Linked DNA regions of Mus musculus: region 2 is linked to region 1. A link is a contact called in public HiChIP or PLAC-seq data. All regions are on one chromosome and are shown on one strand. Each heading gives the region's core, a stretch centred on a gene start, on an enhancer-like site or on the middle of the called end of the contact. The rest is flanking DNA. Distances are from core to core; before and after follow the strand shown. Region 1 has its middle 36 kb from the start of Gm38726. Region 2 has its middle 20 kb from the start of Pdgfa.

What was found. HiChIP or PLAC-seq counts read pairs in DNA pulled down with a chosen protein or histone mark.
Region 2: an HNF4G HiChIP or PLAC-seq map of pancreatic cancer cells shows a contact between it and region 1. The contact joins two enhancer-like sites. A contact is called at or near these places in 2 of 115 datasets of contacts at active chromatin or transcription factors (embryonic stem cells and pancreatic cancer cells) and 3 of 9 other capture datasets (adipose tissue, liver and pancreatic islet).

Annotation. Positions count from the first base shown.
Region 1 is chr5:138,897,083-138,900,378 of GRCm38.p6, forward strand. It overlaps the pseudogene Gm31891. Among named protein-coding and RNA genes, the nearest start is that of Gm38726, 36 kb to the right of the region's middle. Within about 2 kb of position 1,494, at least 39 of the 459 cell types and tissues checked have an H3K27ac peak or open chromatin away from gene starts, as enhancers often do. A contact at or near this core is called in pancreatic cancer cells, where this site is marked.
Region 2 is chr5:139,013,545-139,016,840 of GRCm38.p6, forward strand. No RefSeq gene overlaps it. Among named protein-coding and RNA genes, the nearest start is that of Pdgfa, 20 kb to the left of the region's middle. Within about 2 kb of position 1,722, at least 73 of the 459 cell types and tissues checked have an H3K27ac peak or open chromatin away from gene starts, as enhancers often do. A contact at or near this core is called in pancreatic cancer cells, where this site is marked.

The DNA.
Region 1 (3,296 bases), core at 244-2,743:
GAGAAACAACACCTAAGACTGTCCTCTGGCATCCACATGGATTAACCTGCTGGACTGTGCGCACACACACACACACACAGACACAGACACACACACAAGTGCATGTACACATGTCAAAAGAGAAAAAAGGTCAGGGCAGTTTGAGCATTATTCATTCATTCATTCATTCATTCATTCATTCATTCACCAAACAAATTCATTACTCCTAGCATATGACAGGAGACAGGTAGAGCCCTGAGAAAGAGACTGGGGAAGAAAAAGAACCTGGGGGTGGAGTCAGGAGGTAAGAAATGCAACAAGCAAAATCATCCTAGATATGAGGATCACCCTAAAACAGGAAGTGGGGTCCCAGGGTAGAGGCAGGGCTGCTGAACAGGAAGTCAGGGAAAGAACTGATCAATGGCTGAGACCTGAATGATAGGGACCAGGTGGTATGTGGATCTGAGAGATGTGTGCAGCAGGCAGACAGCAGATGGGAGGTACAAAGGCCTAGAGCAGGAGAACACTGGGCATACAGATGTGGGTGCTAGGAAGGCTGGCAGAGTTGTGGGCTAGGTGTAAGTGGGTCAGAAAGATAGTCTGACCAAAGCTGCAAGACACACATACACATCAGCCAGGCAGTGGGCCTCTTGGGAATTCATTCCAGTTGAGCACAGTCCAGTTCTCTGCCCCTCTCCTCCCCCACCTTTATGGGACACAGTGATAGCCATGTTTGAGGTCTGTGGCGAAGGCCACACTTGTTCTGGTAGATTCATCTTCTGGAATCCTTTGAACCCAGCAACACTGGAATTTTTTCCTCTCAGAATAGAAGGGAAATGGCTGCCCCAAAGTTAAAGATAGAACCCTGTGGCAAGCCCCTGGTCTTGGGTAACATCTGTCCAGTTGGGCCAAGGAGAGGGTGTGGGCTCTGCTAGGCACAGTTCCTAAGCTTTGAGCAGCTCAGAGCACTGGACCAAGCAAGGTTCCTAGTCATGAGGCCAACACAAGCCAGTGTTGGGTTCCAACAGAGGACATCACTGTGGCCCACACTGTGGCCCACAGCTGTCCTGTTACAAGGGGTAAAGCTAGAGTCTTGGGCCTTCAGTAGACAGTGGGCTGCTTGCCACCGGGCCTCTAAAGTAGATGTGTGGAGCTCAGTGTTGGCTCAGGACCATTTTCCAGGTGGACATGATGGCCACAGGTTGTTAGAGAGCCAGCTGTACACAGAGCATGAGGCTACTGGGGGTCTTAGTCCGGAGTGGGGTCAGACTATAGGCCAAGGGGTGGAGCCCTGACACACCTCAAAGGAAATAGCGATTATAAACTGACAAGACAGATCCTCAAGTTTCACATTTCTAAGAGAGCCTGGGGGCCACCTGAGGATGGGCCCCAATTCCTCTGTGGAGTGGCCATCCCTGGGCGGGCAGGAACCGGCCCAGCCTGGGGCTCCTCTCACCTCCTGCATACCAGGTCTTAGACAGTGTGAGACTGCAGCAGGCCAGCTGGCCCCAGGACACAACTCCCCTGGTTTCCAGCTGTGGTGATCTGACCTACTGTCATCACAAGTGGGGACAAGTTCCCCAGCAGCTCCTGCTGGGGGCCCGCTGATCTCATTGCTGAGGAATGTGTATTTGTCTGCAGGGCACAGCTCGGGGTGAGGACGGGAGAGCTGGGATGGTGCCATGCAGCACTGCTCTGAAGCCAGGCTGTGCCCTCCAGAGTGTTGATGAGACCCCTCAGCCTTCGCCTGACAAGAGCATCGCCCTCTCACTCTGTGCTGGCAGCTGGAGCCCGCTCAGGTTTTGAACGAATGAGCATGGCGGCTTTCTCAGTGCACGAAGGGGCACCTGAGCTCCCAGAACAAACTGGAGGTGACAATAGAGAGGTTCTGACCTGTCACTTAGGCACCTTGGAATTCACTTCCCGTATATATCTTCACCCTGAGGAACCCCTTGCTTTGGTGGTCGGCAGCCCTGTCTGCTAGTGCCATTCTAGCTGAGGTAGAATAAGCCCCATGGGTAGGCTCAGGGGTCCAGTCTACCAGTGTCTGTAAGTAAAGGTTCCTATTGAGCCAGGGTTTCTGGGGCCATGAGTACTAGCCATCGCCCTCCAGGGTGACTGCCCATGGGCACTTATCTGTCAAGGGATGCCTTCATGAGTCCGAGCTCATAGACTATCCCAACCGACAAGGGGAAAAAAAAAGCAAGGTGTCTATTCAAAGCCTCAGAGTTGGCAAGACTCAAGCTTGGACCCTGAAGAGCTTGCAGTTACTCCTGTGGAGACCCAGGGAGGGCACATGGTCTCTGCAGATGTTTTGAGTAGAATGGAGCTGAGGAAGAGAAGGGAGTAGCTGCAGGAGCCATACAGATGAGTGACAGAGCCTGGAAGATACTGAGCAGAAGACAGAGCCCCAGGCCTCAGGCTGGCATCTCCTCCAGTGTCTCTTAGACAGGTAGTTTCTCTGCCACACATGCCTGTCACCACGCCCTCCCCACCCATGGCAGAGCCTGTTCCAAGATAACCAGGCTTCAGAGAAGGTGAATATTTCACTGCCAGCCCTGGGGAAAGGCGGGCAGGGCGTGTGGTGTCAGCCAATTGCTGAGGTGTCAAGAAAATGCTCCTGACATACCTAAGCTGAAGTCACAGGTGATGTCCTTACATCAGGGTTAGGAAGTGATACACAGTAGCACCAACAGACAGCATTTTCATCCTGTTCATGTGACATACATAAATAATCTTAGGAAGAGATGAAGGATATCGCACATAGTCCAAGCTGTATGTGCTTCCTGGGGACAGAACCGAGGACCTCACATGCTGCACAGGAACTCCACTGCCAAGGCACACTTGCCAGCCCCTCACTGGGGGATTCTAGGCAAGGACTCCACCACTGAGCCACGCCCCCAGCCCCTCCCTGGGGGATTCTAGGCAGGGGCTCTACCACTGAGCCACACCCCCACCCCCTCCCTGGGGGATTCTAGGCAAGGACTTCACCACTGAGCCACACCCCAGCTCCTCACTGGGAGATTCTAGGCAGGGGCTCCACCACTGAGCCACACCCCCAGCCCCTCCCTGGGGGGATTCTAGGCAGGGGCTCTTCCACTGAGCCACACCCCCAGCCTCTCACTGGGGGATTCTAGGCAGGGGCTCTACCACTGAGCCACACCCCCAGCTCCTCCCTGGGGGGTTCTAGGCAGGGGCTCTACCACTGAGCCACACCCCAGCCCCTCACTGGGAGATTCTAGGCAGGGGCTCTACCACTGAGCCACACCCCAGCCCCTCACTGGGAGATTCTAGGCAGGGGCTCTACCACTGAGCCA
Region 2 (3,296 bases), core at 472-2,971, 120 kb after region 1:
TATACATATCACAGTTGTGCCCAACTCCAGGTCCTCAGGCCTCCTGGAGTAGATAAGCTATACTACGGGGTCTGTCTGAGACCCTCCCCACATAACCCAGAAGCTCACACTAGAAAGTTTATGTCATGAGATGGTGGGTCAGACATATGGAAAGTCACCTCCCTTGAGATGGCTGCCTGACTCACAAGGGTCCCTGAGCAGGGACAGGGTCTACCTAAGGATACTTGGAGAATGAGGGTCCAGGAGAAAGGTAGCTCCTTTGGGCTAGGATGGGTCCTCTCTAGGTGGCCACATATCAGGGCTACATACAACCCAAGCCATGTGCCAGCAAGAAAGTAGCCAATCTGTGTCTACCAACTGTGGGTACTACAGCTGATGTGCTTGTCATTATGCATGATCAGATGTGATGTTCTATGCCATGATAACTTTGAGCCTGTGAGCTTCTTTTGCTGAGTTAACACACCTTATCCACAATCCCATGCCCTGCTAAAACCAGGCCTTCGAGGCAAATACTCCTCCCCGTTCATGGTGAGATCATCGAAGCTCTGAGAAGTTAAGCAACTTGCCTTTTGCCAAACAGATAATAAAAACTAGGAGCAAGGCTTGATATCACACATCTGCAATCCCAACACCTGGGAGGCTGAGAGGGGAGGATCTCAAGTCTAGACTACACAGTGGCACTGCTAAAGAAGGAAAAGGGGGGAGGGAGGGAGAAGCCATGTTGGGGCATAAATGTAATCCCAGTGCTAGAAAAGTGGAAGATACCTGGGCCTCCATGGCCAGCCAGCCAACCTAGCCTACTTGACAAATTCCAGACCAGTGAGAGATTCTATCTCAAACAAGAGCAATGGTGTTGGGGAGGTGGTTCATTGGGTAAAGTGCTTGATGCACAGACACGAGAACCCAAGTTAGTCCCCAGCACCCATGCAAAAAGCCAGGTGTGGCACTGTGTAGCTGTGATCCTAGCACTGGGCAGCAGAAATAGGGAGGTTCCAGGGACTTGATGGCCAGCTAGCCTAGTAAAAAGGGGGACATGGTTGGAGGAGGTGTATGCACACACATGCGCCCACACGCGCGTGCATATACATTTGTATGGGATTTTTTTGTTTGTTTTTGTTTTTGAGACAGTATCTCACTATGTAGGTAACCCTGGCTGTCCTGGAATTTGCTTTGTAGACCAAGCTGGCCTCATACTCACAGAGATCCCCCTGCCTTGGCCTCCTGAGTGCTAGGATTAAAGACATACACCACCACTCCCAGCTTACATTTGTTTTTATTTTTACTTTAATTTTTAAAGACAGTATAACACTGTTACCCATACTAGCCTCTTAGTCTATGGGCACAGACAGGACACAGACAGGATGAAGCAGGATCATTACCAACCAACTGGAGCTGGAGATGGTGGAGGAGGCCTCAGGCACCAGCTTCCCAATGTGGTGACATCACAGAGGCAAGTGCAGCTAGAAAGCAGCCAGGCTGGGTCAATGAAGACTTCCTGGCAGGACCAGGGCCAGCTGATCTCAGAGGAAGTAAACTAACTGAAAGTAGGGGTGGGGGGAGCAGAAGGGGACACTAAATCTAAAGCTAGGACCAGGGTACTCTGGATGTGAAGTCACCCAGCCCCAGTCTTGCAGGAGGCTGCTGCTTGTCTCCCCAGAATACAGCCAGGGGGCCTGACCTCAACATGAGTCACCCGCCAGCCCAGCTGATTCAGCGGAACTGGGGGAGTGAGGCTGGGACTGTCCATGGACTGAAATGGCCAGCCAAGGTCAGTACTGTCCACTGTCTGGAAGGGCCAGCCAAGGCCATCAGACCAGCAGGGCTGAGCCCCACCTGCTGGCACCCAGCCACAACAGACTTCTGTCTTCATAGTCAGAAAACCCGGGCCTCAAGGAAATGGTTTTGGCAGGGAAGGTGGCTTATGGCTGAGGACTCATAGAAAGGGCTTGGGATGTGGGAAAGAACCAAGGGTGAATGAAAAGTGAACTCGTGTGAATTCATGGATAGGTGAAAAGTGAGCTGAGGAGAATAATAATTCGATGATGGAAGGCTCCCATAATCTGCCCTGCTCTCAAGGCAAGCAAACTGCCCACCACAGCTGGCAAAGGACAGAGACCATAATGAAATGGAGATGTGTTCTCTATCCCAGTTCCCACTTGTACCCATAAGAAATTTGCCCAGTGGCACCAGCCAATCTCTTCCCTCTCAAGGTTTAGTCAGTAGGGTATCAGACATGGGTATGAGGCTGGGGCTGGGCCCTATCTATTTGACTATGCCTAGGACACCTCTAACAAACAGAGGTCTGGCCAACACAGCCCTCCATTTGCACTGACAATGTAGAAATGAAACTAGTTGAACTGAAGCAGGAGGATTTCATGAGCTGGACACCAGTAAGAGCGCTATAGTGAGACTTTGTCTCAAAATTGATAGATGAGAGAGAGAGAGAGAGAGAGAGAGAGAGAGAGAGAGAGAGAGAGAGAGAGAGAGAGAGAGAGAGAGAATGAGGGGAGGGGGAGAGGGAGAGGGAAAGGGAAAGGGAGAAGAAGAGGGGAAGATATTATAGACTTTGGTTTGGATATATGGAGTTACAGAAAGTAGAAGAGTAGGGGTGGGGATGGGGAGTTCATATCTAATGTGTGCAATTTGGAGTAGGAAGATGACCATCTGTAGAAGGGTGTAGTGATAGCTTCAATATACTGTGCATGCAGATAGTAACAAAACACTTGCCATTTTGACTTTATTTGCTTGCTTCTACAAGGATATTGAGCCCACATAAGGCACATGCTTGGCAGCTATTCTACCACAGAGCCATGTCCCCTGCCCCTCACTAGGGGATTCTAGGCATAGACTCTACCACTGAACCACACTCCAGCCGCTCACTGGGGGATTCTTTTTTCTTTTCTTTCTTCTTCTTTTTTTTTTTTTTTTCAAGACAGGGTTTCTCTGTTGTAGCCTTGGCTGTCCTGGAACTCACTCTGTAGACCAGGCTGACCTCGAACTCAGAAATCCACTTGTCTCTGCCTTCCAAGTGCTGGGATTAAAGGTGTGTGCCACCACCACCCAGCACTCACTAGGGGATTCTAGGCAAGCATTTTACCACTGAGCCATATATTCACTGCCTTTTTTTTTTTTAACTTTTTACTTTGAGACTAAGTTATGTAGACTAGAGCAGGCACAGCATTAATGGTTTTGTTTGTTTGTTTTTGTTTTTTTGAGACCAGATTTCTCTATGTAGCCCTGGCTGTCCTGGAACTCACTCTGTAGACCAGGGTCACCTCGAACTCAGGGAGTTGGAC